Linked DNA regions of Sus scrofa: region 2 is linked to region 1. Evidence: chromatin contacts called from public Hi-C data. All regions are on one chromosome and are shown on one strand. Each heading gives the region's core, a stretch centred on a gene start, on an enhancer-like site or on the middle of the called end of the contact. The rest is flanking DNA. Distances are from core to core; before and after follow the strand shown.

Evidence for each region. A called contact is a pair of places that touch in the nucleus more often than the background predicts.
Region 2: a contact with region 1 is called in a Hi-C map of liver, with 4 times the contacts expected there. The contact joins two enhancer-like sites. A contact is called at or near these places in 3 of 47 Hi-C or Micro-C datasets (blood, liver and skeletal muscle).

The regions. Positions count from the first base shown.
Region 1 is chr18:6,929,108-6,936,209 of Sscrofa11.1, reverse strand. CLCN1 (chloride channel protein 1) reads left to right here. Exons shown (of 21, transcript XM_021078562.1): 4 at 514-642; 5 at 1,125-1,258; 6 at 2,630-2,707; 7 at 3,717-3,795. Among named protein-coding and RNA genes, the nearest start is that of CLCN1, 8.9 kb to the left of the region's middle. Within about 2 kb of position 2,844, at least 53 of the 83 cell types and tissues checked have an H3K27ac peak or open chromatin away from gene starts, as enhancers often do. A contact at or near this core is called in liver, where this site is marked.
Region 2 is chr18:7,009,637-7,016,458 of Sscrofa11.1, reverse strand. All of the region lies in intron 1 of LOC106508196 (a long non-coding RNA gene), which reads right to left. Among named protein-coding and RNA genes, the nearest start is that of GSTK1, 14 kb to the right of the region's middle. Within about 2 kb of position 2,403, at least 11 of the 83 cell types and tissues checked have an H3K27ac peak or open chromatin away from gene starts, as enhancers often do. A contact at or near this core is called in liver, where this site is marked.

The DNA of each region.
Region 1 (7,102 bases), core at 1,595-4,094:
TTCGACCTAGGGTAAGCGGATGGGGGTTGGGGGGCACATATGAGATCTGGGGTGATTCTGGCCCAGGATAAGACCAGACCCAGATCCATTCTTCCTGCCCCTCTCATCTGCTACCAGCCAAGCTGCAGGGTGCCCAACTTGTCCCAGTTTTCTTCAGACTTTCCAGTTTGGGCAACTGGACATGTCTGGAGTCCCAGGAACCTCTCAGTGCCCAGTAAAACGGGGCGAGTAGGCACCATATGACCTCTAACGATGCACCCACTGAGTGTGGTTGGCTGCTCCGCTGGGGACTTGACCGCCTGCAAGTGGTGGGGACCTGAATGGGCCACACCACCTCCCCCAGCTGAGATCCCCCACATGTGAAAGAGAACAGTGCCGTAGTGTCATCTCCGAGGTCAAATGGGACAGCCCTGAAGGGAGCACGCTCCTAGCATGCTGTCCTGTGCTGCAGGCATGGGGGTGGCGGTGACATGCCACCCAGATGGGACTGAGCCCAGATGCCTGTCTCTGCAGCCTACAAGTGGACCTACTACCAGATGCAGCCCAACCTGCCTCTGCAGTTCCTGGTCTGGGTCACCTTCCCCCTCGTCCTCATCCTCTTCAGCGCCCTCTTCTGCCACCTCATCTCCCCTCAGGCTGTCGGTGAGAACTTCCCAGATCCTACGCTGTGATGCATCAACATAACCCCCAAAGCATCACTGGCCTGTGGACCTCGAACTTCCCTCCCTCCCTCTCCCCCCCCCTCCCTCCCCCAACCCCCTGACAGCCCTTTCTCGGCTCTGCCATTGTCCTCCCAGGCCCCCACTGTTTGGATGTCCATCTCCCTTTAACCTCCAGCTTGAACCTGCACAGAATCTTTTTCTTTTTTACGGCTGTACCTGCAGCATATGGAGGTTCCCAGGCCAGGGGTCAAATTAGAGCTGTAGCCGCAGCCCCAGTCACAGCAGTGTGGGATCCTAGCCACGTCTGTGACCCACACCACAGCTCAAGGCAACACCAAATTCTTTAATTCACCGCGTGAGGCCAGGGATTGAACCCGCATCCTCATGGATGTTCGTCGGGTTTGTTACTGCTGAGCCCCAACGGGAACTCCTCCACGGAATCATTTTTAAAAACCCTTTTAGGCTCTGGAATCCCTGAAATGAAGACCATACTTCGCGGGGTTGTCCTGAAGGAATACCTCACCCTCAAGGCCTTTGTGGCCAAGGTTGTGGCCCTGACCGCGGGGCTGGGCAGTGGCATCCCCGTGGGGAAGGAGGTAGGACGCCAGCTACTAAGGGGTGAGCTGGGCAGGGCCGAAGGCAGAGGACGGTGGTGGGGGCTGTGGGGGTGTGGGGAGGGGTGGAGGGAGGGGGATAGTCCGTGGGGCAGGTGTGGGAGCCAGGGCCAAGGGTCATTCCGAAGGGGAGGGACATGGGAGGGTCCTTGTGCTGGGGCGCAGTGACAGAAAACGGAACTGGAGTGTCTTAGAGCAGAATCTCGCATCCTGCGCACTGTTGGTGTTTGTGGCTGAGTACCTCTTGGTACTGGGGAACCATGTGGACATTAGCAGCCTCCATGGCCTTACTCCTACGTGCCGGTAGCAGCCCCCCACCCCCATATGACAGCCAGAATGTCTCCAGACATTACCAAATGTCCCCTGGAGGCAAAATCTACCCCCCAGCTGAGAACCACTGCCTTAGAGATAATGTAGACAAATGCTGCGAAAACTGAGACCTAAAAGAGGCTTTTTTCAAGGTTATGCTTTTTGTTTGTTTGTTTGTTTTGTCTAGGGCTGCACATGCAGCATGTGGAAGCTCCCAGGCTAGGGGTCGAATAGAAGCTACAGCTGCCGGCCTTCGACACAGCCACAGCAACGCCAGATCTGAGCCACATGTGCCACCTACACCACAGCTCACGGCAACTCGGATCCTTGACCCACTGAGTGAGGCCAGGGATCGAACTGGCATCCTCATGGATGCCCATCAGGTTCTTAACCACTGAACCACAAAGATGCTTCACCCACAGAACCTCAAAGTCATGCTATGTGAGCTCTTGATCCACTGCAGCCAGAGTCATCTTTTCAAAGTGCACTCAGGAAGGTCTGGGCTCTGCTCAGGAACCTTTCAGGGCTGTCCATTGCTCCTCTTCCCAGGGCCCAGGGGACCTGTGGTGATCTGGCTCCTCTTGGTCTGGGCTCCTCTCCTCCCAGGCTGCCCGTCCTCCCCTGTGCCTGAGTGAGGACGTACTTCCTGCCCCCCACCAGGGGCTCCCGCCCTTGCTGTTCCCTCCGCCTGGAACAGCCTTCTTTTCACACTGCGTGGCTCATGCCCTGAGTTCACTCGAGGCCCTACTCATTTGCGACCTTCCCACCCCTCCCTAGTTGTCCTGCCTCTCCCTCCTCTTACCCTTCCTCCATGTCTTCATTCTCTGAATTGATAACAGGCTGCCTTTTCCTCTCTCTCTTTCCCGGGATTGAAACTGTGTGAAGGCAGAATTCCTATCCCACTCATTGCCTATATTTCCGGCTCCTGGTACAGTGCCTGGAGCAACCAATGTGGTCCAGAAATGCCACCAAGCCCCCCCCCCCGCCCCGTCTTGCCCCTCCCCCGTCCCGGCCCCTGACCCCTTGTCCCCTCCTCTCTCCCAGGGCCCTTTTGTCCACATTGCCAGCATCTGCGCTGCTGTCCTCAGCAAGTTCATGTCGGTTTTCTGTGGGGTGTATGAGGTAAGGCGGAGAAGGTAGAATGCGGCGGGGCTGCGTGCTCGGAGTGTGGGGTAGGGCTGCCTTGGCTCTGGGTTGGCTGTGATGCTGAGCCGGGCACTGAGCTAACCACGCTCCCGCCTCCCCCGCGCACATCCCCGGCGCCGCCCGCTCCAGCCGCACGAGGCCGCTGTTGAGCCTGTGCGGTCCCGGGACGCCCCTCCCTTCCTGATCCCAGCCCAGCGCCTGGGGGTCCGCACGTGTTCCCGCTCCTCGGCACCCCTGTGTCAGTTTCCCTCCAAAGCAGCCCCGTCCCTTTGTCATTCCCGGTCTCCCCACCTCCCGACCTCTCGCGCACTTGCCGCCCCAGCCCTCCAGCCGTCTGGTCGCTCGCTTCTCTGTTGCAGACCGTGCCTGGGCAGCTTGATCTCCTGGTGTCGGCCTGCGCGGTGGGCGTGGGATGCTGCTTTGCCGCCCCCGTCGGAGGCAAGTCCCCCTTCCTCGCTACCCCGGTGGTCTGAGCACGACTCGCAAGGGAGGGTTTGGGCTGCCACCAGCTTAGGGGGTGGAGAGGGGACTGATGGGTGGGCCTTCAAAGAGTGACCCTGACCACAGCCCCTGGTCTCCAGGCATCCACGCTTTTTTTAACCAGAGGGCTGTGTGTTCTTTTGAGGTTGGTGGCTATTTTTGCCGGCTTTATTGCTGCTGAAGTTCTTCCCTGTCTGTCTTGCTATTGACATTTCTTGCCCTAATTGTCTCCGTCTTGAGCCCCTCTCTGATGATCATTGGCTTACTGCCTTCCGTATATTTGATTTCATTTTCTATGTTTGGCTTCGCGCTATGAAGTTACTTCCTCTTTGCCGAACTAACGAACTTTCTCTTGGCCTAGGGACGGCAGGGGACATGGGCCACTATGATTCCCCGTGACTTAAGCCTCTCCTTCTGCCTTACTCCCCATCCTCACCTCTCCTTTCCTCTTCTGCCCCCCTCCTGTCCCTCCCATCTCGTTCTCTGTCTGTCTCTCCCCTAGTAGCAGCCATACTATTACACTGACATGCTGACGGTGGGCTGTGCCGTAGGAGTCGGCTGTTGTTTTGGGACACCACTTGGAGGCAAGTGATCTACCCCCCTCTGCATCCATCCACTTGGCTGATCTTGCTCCCAAAACCGTTTTTGTCAGCATCCCCAAGCATGAGTACCATCAGTTAAAACAAGAGTATTGCAAGATGAACTTTTTCTGAGCATTTACCACGTGCCGACCGTGTTCTGCGGACGTGACATCCATTCCTGCCCAGAGCCGTGTGAGATAGACATTAAGGCAGAGAGAGAGGAGCGAGTAAGGGGCCTGAGCAAGGTCGGCCTGCTAGTAAATGGAATAGCCAGGAAGGAAAACTGAGGTGGCTTTTGTGCTTCCCCAGCTTATATGAAAACCTTTCTAAAACATTAAAAAATAAAGCCTCGCTCAGTGAGTTAGGATCCAGCACTGTCGAGAGCTGTGGGGTAGGTCGCAGATACCCCACTGACGTTGCTTTGGCTGTGGTGTAGGCTGGCGGCTACAGCTGATTCGACCCCTAACCTGGGAACTTCCATATGGTGCAGGTGCGGCCCTAAAAAGCAAAAACAACAACAACAACAACAAAACCCAACCAAATAATAATAATAATAAAAAACCTTTTTTTTTTTTGCTTTGTAGAGCTATAGTGCATATGGAAGTTCCCAGGCAAGGGATGGAATTGGAGCTACAGCTGCCAGCCTACACCGCAGCCACAGAAACATGGAATCTGAGCCGAGTCTGTGACCTACACCACAGCTCACGGCAATGCCAGATCCAGATTCTTAAGCCCTGATCGAGGCCAGGAATTGAACCTGCATCCTCATGGATACTAGTCAGATTCATTTCCGCTGAGCCATAACAGGAACTCCTAAAACCTTTTCATATTGTTGGATTTTGCTCTTCACTTAATTACATCTCCTAGCCAGGGACTTCTGCGTACGTATGTTCCTGTTCTCTCCCCCTCTCTCTCTTTTGTTGGCCACGCCTGTGGCATCTAGAAGTTCCCCAGCCAGGGATAGATCCTGAACCACAGGAGTGACAATGCCAGATCCTTAACCCACTGAGCCACCAGGGAACTCCTTTTTTCCTCTCTCTTGAATCATTCTTTTTTTTTTTTTTTTATTGACATATAATGTGGAGCTCCCTTCGTGGCTCAGCGGTTAACGAATCCAACTAGGAACCATGAGGTTGAGGGTTCGATCGCTGGCCTTTGCTCAGTGATTTAAGGATCTGGTATTGCCATGAGCTGTGATGTAGGTCACAGACGTGGCTCGGATCCCACGTTGCTGTGGCTCTGGTGTAGGCTGGCAGCTACAGCTCCGATTGGACCTCTAGCCTGGGAACCTCCATATGCCGTGAGTGAGGCCCTAGAACAGACAAAAAGACCAAAAAAAAGAAGAAGAAGAAGTATAATGTACTATGCACTTTCTTCTTCAAGGGAAGACTTACCTTGGTTGTGTGTTAAGGACGTGGGAGGTTAGGTGGACCTTATTTAGATTAATGATCAGCTTTAAATGAGGACTATAGATGAGAATTAAAGGGTCATTATTCTTTGACAGCAAGTTAAAGTTGAGTTTAGCTCTTCCTACAAGTATGAAACAAAGGGCAGCCTTTCAGATTATTTTCCTTGTCCTGGATGACTAACATGTGGGTGTGGTCAGAGAAAGCAGTCATATCTGTTTATTTACCCATTGATAACAGTTGTAACCAGGTTAACAGAGCAGGGATATAGAGATCATTCATCAGATCCACTGGAGATAAAAAGGACACCATGTTGACAGTGGGAGAGACAAAACTGCAGAAAAGCATATGCTTTCTAAATGCACCAGCTGTCAGAGGTATCCTTCAATTGTGAAAATGTAATCGGCCCTTTCATAGAGGAGGCTTCAGGAAGCTAAAATGACTTGGCTCCGGACTGATAAATGGAGAAGCATTTACAGTTAATGAAAATGTAGCATGCTGTCTTGGACTGACAGCGCACCAATGCACAGCATAGGGAAGTCAGGTCAGCAAAGGCATCAGCCAGCATCCTGTTTGCACTTCCGTTGTCAGCTCTTGTCATTAAAGTCATTAGTCCCCAGCAGTGAAGGGCAGTGCATTAGAATTTGTGCACACATTAAATGTTCACTCTAACATTTCTACCCACTTTCGCCTTTATTTTGTCTTTCGCCTTGCAAATCCAGCAGGGGGGCAAACAGACCATCACAGCCCACTCAGAGGAGCATCCCAGTGGCAGCCTGGGCAAAGTGAAAGGAACACAGTGAAGGCGTTATATTCTGGAGGGAGGAGAGAACATTGCTCTGTTGAGATGTAAAGGACTAGAATTTCCATAGGTGAGCGTCGCTAGAGGATACAGGGAAGGAAGGGCAGGAAGTGAGTGTGGACAGGTACACAGGGGCTGAATCATGAAGTTCCTCGTAGGAAATATACAAGAATGTAGATTTCACTCTCTAGGTGAGAATTTGCCCAAATGTGTGTGTGTGTGTGTGTTTTAATGCAATGAATTTTATTACATTTATAGTTGTACAATGATCATCACAACCCAGTTTTACAGCGTTTGCATCCCAAACCCCCACCCCCCAGCCTCCCCACCCCCAACCTGTCTCCTTTGGAAACTGTAAGTTTTTCAAAGTATGTGAGTCAATATATGTTCTGCAGAGAAGTTCATTGTATCCCTTTTTTAGATTCCACATGTAAGTGATAGCTTGTGACGTTGGTGTCTTGCTGTGTAACTCACTTTATTTAGCATAATTTCTAGATCCATCCACGTTGCTGCCAATGCCATTATTTCATTCCTTTTTACGACTGAGTAATATTCCACTTCGTATATGTACCACATCTTTATCACTCCTCTGTTGATGGACATTTAGGTTGCTTCCGTGTCTTGGCTATTGTATATCGTGCTGCAGTGAACACTGGGGTACATCTATCTTTTTGGACCAGGGTTTTCTCCAGATAGTGCCCAGGAGTGGGATGTCCAAATGTGTTTTACAGAATATAGTTCTTCATGGGGTTAGCAGATAGTACTAATAAGGTAACAGTGTTCCAAGATCAGATAAGTTGGAAAATGTTGTGTTAAACACATAGTTTTTCCAACTGGAAGAGTTATCAGAGCATTTGCAATGCTGACATGCATTGTGAGTTCCCCAAATGCGGCTGAAATTCAGCATTTCCTACAGGATCTTTGGCAAGGACCTTCTTCGGGGACTCACAGTATCTCAGACCTGGCCTTGAGAAATGCTGTCACGAACGGGGGCCATGGACGAATTTTGAACAAGGAAGTGCTGTGGTGCTGTGGCCAGCTTTGGCAGCTATGTGCGGGATAGAACTGGCCTGTGGATTAACGGGATTTATCCAAGATTAAC
Region 2 (6,822 bases), core at 1,154-3,653, 81 kb before region 1:
GAAGTTCCCCAGCCAGGGATCAAACCTATGCCAAAGTAGCAATCACAGCCACAGCAGTGACAATGCCAGATCCTTCACTGGCTGAGCCACCAGGGAACTCCATGGCCTTAACCTTTGTGTGAACTAATCAAACTGTTAAGTGACCAAAATACCTTTGACTTTGCAGTTTACCTTATAATGAGTTATTTAAATAATTAATTCCTATATCAAAATCTAATCCTAAAAGTGCCAATAAAATTTAATTTTGGCACTGATTACACTGATTGTACCTGACCACAGAAATTTTGCCTTTGTTTTCTGTTTTCAAAGGCTAAGTCACTGAAGAACGTGTCTGGCAAGTCCTGATCTGAAGCGGTCATTCTAAGAAATCAAACGCTATGGCCTGAGTCCCCATTCTGTCTGGTCTCCCACGTCACAAGACACCGTGACCATCCCCTTTTAAAACTCTCCACTCTTGGGAGTTACGCTGTGGCGCAGCGGAAACGAATCCGACTAGGAACCATGAGGTTGCGGGTCCAATTCCCGGCCTTTCTCAGTGAGTTAAGGATCCAGCATTGCTGTGAGCTGTGGTGTAGCTCACAGACGCGGCTTGGATCTTTCATTGCTATGGCTGTGGTGTAGGTCGGCAGCTACAGCTCTGATTCAACCCCTAGCCTGGGAATCTCCATATGCCATGGGTGCGGCCCTAAAAAGACAAAAAAGACAAAAAAAAACTTTCCACCCTTGGCTTCAAGATCTGTTCAGCTGCCTGGTTTTCCTCCTGTTTCCTTATTCATCAAAGCCCTCCAAGCACAGAACACACTCACTGTTTGCATACTTCGTTTCCACTGCTAAGGTGACCAACCAACCAGGTTCCAAAACTCAAAAGTCCTGCATCTCAGAAAACCCTCAGATCTGGGCCAACCCAGAGCAATTGGTCACGCCTGCATCACCAAGGCTACATTCAGATTTCAAGCGTTACCTTTCAAGGACAGTCATGATGTTCTCTCCAGGTCTCTTCCCTTGGGAGCAGATATACAGAGGTGAACTTGGAACACACGCACATCTGCCTCCCGCACCTTCCTGTTACCCACATCTTCAGGCCCTGCACACTGCATCTCAGACCTACCTTTGCTGACAGATCTTGATGCTTTATTTTATTCTCTTTAACATAATCATTTACAGGGCCCAATAGCTTGGTCCTCTTTTTATTTTTATCTTCATTTTATTTTATTTTTTGCTTTTTAGGGCCGCACCCACGGCATATGGAGGTTCCCAGGCTAGGGGGCAAATCGGAGCTACAGCTGCCGGCCCACACCACCGACACAGCAACGTGGGATCCGAGCCGCGTTTGGGACCTACACCCAGCTCACAGCAACAGGATCCTTAACCCACTGAGGGAGGCCAGGGATCGCACCCACGACCTCATGGTTCCTAGTTGGATTCCTTTCCGCTGGGCCACGACAGGAACTCTGGTCCTCTTTTTAACTATGGAAAGTTTCCAACAGACAGAGCAGTAGGGAAATAAGAAGATCCTCTATGTAGCACAGCCTCAAGGACAATCACCACGTTGCCAGTACTGCCTATTGAAAGCTTTTGAGTAGGGTTATTCTACGATTCAAATATTCCTAGTAGTTTTTGCCCCCAAAAAATTATGGGTTCTAAAAGTACGAAATTGTAGCGACTTTGTGTCATTTCTCCTAAAAGCCATGGCCATTCTCCGTCTGTGATCTGATCGCCTTCAAACTGGCACCCATGTGTTTTTCTCTGAATTCTTGCTCTTCCAAATCTACTTTGCCCATCCCACCAATGGTTAAGTGGGCCCAGATGGATTTAGCTTAAGTTCCTCTAGAAACAGTTCTGCTTGTTTTGTCTGACTCCTCTGTCTCTTTGGCCATTTGTGATGTGTGCTCAGCAACACAGGCCCTGCAACTGTTCTATTTTCTTATCTCAGAAAGCAGCTGAGCACTTTGATAAGTTTTTCTTCATTTTAAGGAGTTCTACATTAGTTATAAAAATACCTGTTTCTGTTCTCATACCAAAAAAAAAAAAAATCAAGAAGCAAAGTCTTAAAAATCTCTGTATTTTTTTTTTAACAAAACTAGGTTTTCATTAGTTCCCAAATCTCTTTTCCAGTTTTCCCAAAGAAAACTTAAGGATATATCTTTGACTTCTCAGACATTCTCACCCGGGGTGTATTGGCAAATTGGTTCTCTGGAGAAGAAAGAGAGAAAAAGGAAGGAAGGAAGGAAAAAATCTCTGTAGTGTACTATTTTCTAATTCCCACTGTGTGAGTTCCTCCACCATGATGGAATTTGAACTACCAACCAGACGTCCCTGGAAGGGCCGTGTGGAAGAGATGCACACCACCCATGCCCTCTTGCCAGAAGGCACCAAGTCCACCACAACACCCTCTCTTCCTCTCAGGCAAAATAGCAGAAGGATTGAACATACTGATTTCAGAGCCACAGAGCCCAGATTTCAACACAACACTGGCTCAGTGACCTTGGGCAAGTTGCCTAACTCCTCTGAGCCTCAATTTCATCATCTTTAAAATAGGGGTAATAAATGGTTCTGTCTCACGGGGCTACTGTCATAACGTGCACTTAGAACAGTGCCTCGCAAGCTGTAGACAATGTGTAACACATTTCCTGTTATTACTTGGGCTCCAAAATCAAAGGGTGTTATATGAACTTATGGTCACTAGAGGGCAACCTCCTCATTTCTGTAGCACAAACCCTCTCCCGAGAGGGTGAGGGTTGCAACTCAGAGTTCAACAAGGCCTTAATTCCATCACAGAAAGGAACTGGCAAAATTTTCCCCTGTCCTCTTGCAGTTTAAGCATCATATTCTCCTTTGAAAATCCATTAGGAACCCAGCTATTGACCTTTGAGTATAGCCACCTCTAAAGCTCTAGGCAGAAGCTATTTTCAATCAAGGGTTGCTAGTCTTAGCAATGATAAGAAATAAAACCAAAGCCACACTTGTCCCTGTTACAGAAGGGGTTACACCCCTGATATCTGCTCTCCTCTCTCAAAAGAAGACCAGATGGCTTCAAATGTGGCCTCCATTATCACACCACTCCATTCCCAGCCCAGAAAGAAGAATATAAATCAGCTGAGCAACAGTTCAATTCTATAAAGATTGACTGAGCCACTATGTATGTGAGATACCATGCCAGGCAGTAAGGGTAGAAAGGTAAATATGGAGTTCCCATCGTGGCTCAGTGATTAACGAACCCGACTAGCATCCATAAGGACGTGGGTTTGATCCCTGGCCTCACTCAGTGGGTTAAGGATCCCGAGTTGCTGTAGCTGTGGTGTAGTCTGGTGGCTACAGCTCCTATTTGACCCCTAGCCTGGGAATCTCCATATGCCATGGGTGCAGCCATAGAAAGACAAAAAAAAAAAAAAAAAAAAAAAAAAAAAAAGAAAGAAAAGAAAGGTAAATAAGAATCATATAAAAGCAAGGAACTTACCTATCAACAAATCTACTAGATCTTTCCAGAAATAAGATAATTTTTTAATAGACTTGACAACTGACTTCTAAAACTTACATAGAAGAGTAAAGGCATCTACTAGGTAGTAAGGCATACTAACCTCTACTAGATATTAAGGCAATCTACTAAGTTAACAGACTAACAGAACAGGAAAATGAGCATTAAAAAGGATGCATTTATCCATGGGCACTTAAGACAAAATTTCAGCCACATATAAGGGGGGCAAAGGGCAGATTATCCACTAAATGGTACTTGGAATGAGGCTGTTTGGAAGAAAATAAAGTTGGATTAGAAGGTAAATACAAATGGGTAAAAGACCTAAATATGGAAAGTAAAATTATATGATTAATAGAAGAGAATATAAAATAATTTTGTGACTAAAGGGTAGAGAATCTTATTAAACAAGCTCCTGAAAGCTCAAATATTGATTGGCATTCCATTCAATGAAAGTCACAGATGACACAAGTCAAGGAGGAGACATTTACAATGTGGAGACCACTAGCTAGACTACACAGGAAAAACTGGGGTGCGCACACACAAACACACAAATAGGCAGAGGAGGCTCTGAAGGACGACAGGAGATGGACTCACCCGCACTTGTAACCAGAAATATCCAAATTAAAACAATAATAAGATACTATCTCAGGGAGTTCCCATTGCGACACAGCAGAAACGAATCCAGCTAGTATCCATGAGGATGAGGGTTCCATCCCTGGCCTCGCCCAGTGGGTAGGGGAGCTGTGGTGTAGGTCACAGATGAGGTGCGGACCCTGCGTGGCTGTGTCCATGGTGTAGACCAGCAGGTGAAGGTTAATAATAAGGATAGGGAATGCTTATTATCCTCACAAGAACCCCATTGAGGTGTTCCCACCATAGCTCAGTGGTAATGCACCCAACTAGTATCCATGAAGACGAGGGTTCAATCCCTGGCCTCGCCCAGTGGGTTAAGGATCTGGTGTTGCTGTGAGCTGTGGTGTAGGTCCAAGATGTGGATCAGATCCCTTGTTACTGTGGCTGTGGTGTAGGCCAGCAGCTGCAGCTCTGATTTGGCCCTTAGCCTGGGAACTTACATATGCACCACGTGTGACTAAAAATTAAAAAGATAAAAATAAAAATAAAAAACAACAAAGATGAGGACAGATGTGTAGGATCATAGTGTCCTCTGAATTGAATGCGAATGATTAACTTAACTCTCTCTGTACCTGAGGTTAAAACACACACACACACACACACACACCTTTCTCCCTGCAGAAGCTTGCAATACAATGGGAGATTTTGCAAATTCCTATATACCATGACAAGGGCACAGTAAGAGAATATATAGGACAGTTCAAGGACCCAGGAAAGAGACATTTAGCTTAACCTGCAGGTTCACCAAGGGATTCTGGGTGACGGGAGTCTTGAGGAGCAGTAAGGTTTAGGGCTTAAGATTTGGGACAACATTGTAGGTCAACCATGCTCCAATAAAATTAAAAAAAAAAAAAGATTGGGGGCCTGAGTTAGGATCACTGTTGTGCCTCCTACCAGCCTGTATGATTTTTGGCAAGTTATACTCCCAGAGTAAGGACACCTAGGAAACACCCCTCCCTAAGAATATATTCTTAGAACTCAAAGAGCCCATCAGAACCTCACCATCACCTCAGCTCTGATCGAGCCTCTCTCAAGACAGTTCGTATCTCTTTAAGAACCATGCCTCCAACTGCATTTGTCAAGCATGTGTACATTAACCTAAGGGCATAAAAAATGCATCTCCTCACTGATTTGTGTAGAGCATTCAGCGAGGGGGCTGTGGTGTTCTTTTGCAATCCTCAACAAAGGAAAGCAGCAGACATATCATATCAAGGGGTGATCATATCTTGAAAGCAGAAGGTAGTGATGACTGTGCTGCCTTTACAATCAGGAGGGGAGTTCCCATCGTGGCTCTGCGGTAGCGACCCTGACTAGGATCCATGAGGATGCAGGTTGGACCCCTGGCCCCACTCAGTGGGTTAAGGATCCAGCGTTCCCATGAGCTGTGGTGTAGGTTGCAGATGCAACTCAGATCCCACATTGCTGTGGCTGTGGCGTAGGCCAGCAGCTGTAGCTCCGATTCAACCCCTAGCCTGGGAACTTCCATATGCTTCAGGTGTGGCCCTAAAAAGCAAAATAATGAATGGAATGGAATGGAATGGAATGGAATGGAATAGAATAGAATAGAATAGAATAGAATAGAATAGAATAGAATAGAATAGAATAGAATAGTAAAAACCAGTCAGATGCAAAGGGTCTTTTGAGCCTGTGAGTGACTGAAAGTCGGCCCACATGCCATCATTGGCACATGCACTTAGGCTACCAGCTGCTGGATTAGAAACAAAATCCACCAGGCACACACACTGAGTCCGTAACTAGAATGTTATTTTGTCCTAAAGAGGTGACTCTTGGTCCAAGAAAGGGACTTAGTCCCTGGAGAGTTTACAAAACTCAATTGTAAAACACTTGCCAAGTTTGTTCATTTTTCTCACGAAAGGAACACGAAAATCAAAATAGTTGAGTGGCCTGGAATGTGCTTAGGGAATGACCTTGGAAGTAAGGAAGGAAAAGGACATCACAGACATTTTCCAGGCACAAGTCCCACGGACAGAGCTGAATGACATCTTCTCTAGCGGTTTTGAAACCAAAATCTGGTCAGGGAAAGAGACAAGGTGCATTCTTTGAAACCGAGAACAGTTTCCCACCCAGGAAGTGGCCACCCAAGTTTAGGGACAACCTGTTCACCCACAGACGTGTACGCAAATACTCCTGGCAGCATCGTTTCTAATGGCCAACAACTGCAGATAATCCAAATGCCCATCGCCTGGTGCGTGGACAAGCGGAACGTGGTACATCCACACAACCGGATGATTCTAATTCCTCAGAAGACAGCTAGTGACTACCTGACTTCAGAAAGTTCCCTTGTTCCAGTTTTCAGTCAATCCCCACTCCCACTCCCACTCCCAGACTCGGGAGACACCACTAATCTGCTTCCTGTCTTTGCTGAAAAATGTCATAAATGGAATCATATGATGTGGAGTCCTTTGCATCTGTTTTCTTTCCCTTAAGCATATATTTTTGTCACCACTGGGGTTGGCGCCTACTACTGGCATCTACTGGGAAGGAGCCAGGGATGCTGCTAAACATCCTGCAATGAGCAGGACAGCCCCCACCAGGAGAATGATCCCGTCCAGCACGTCACTGGTGCTGAGGCTGAGAAACCCTGCACTGGTGGAAGGAAAGTGAATCGATGAGCCCATGAATCGCTTTTCTAAATCGGAGGATTGTTCTTACTGTCCTCTCAAATCCCAAGAAAAATCTCTAAGGTATTTCAA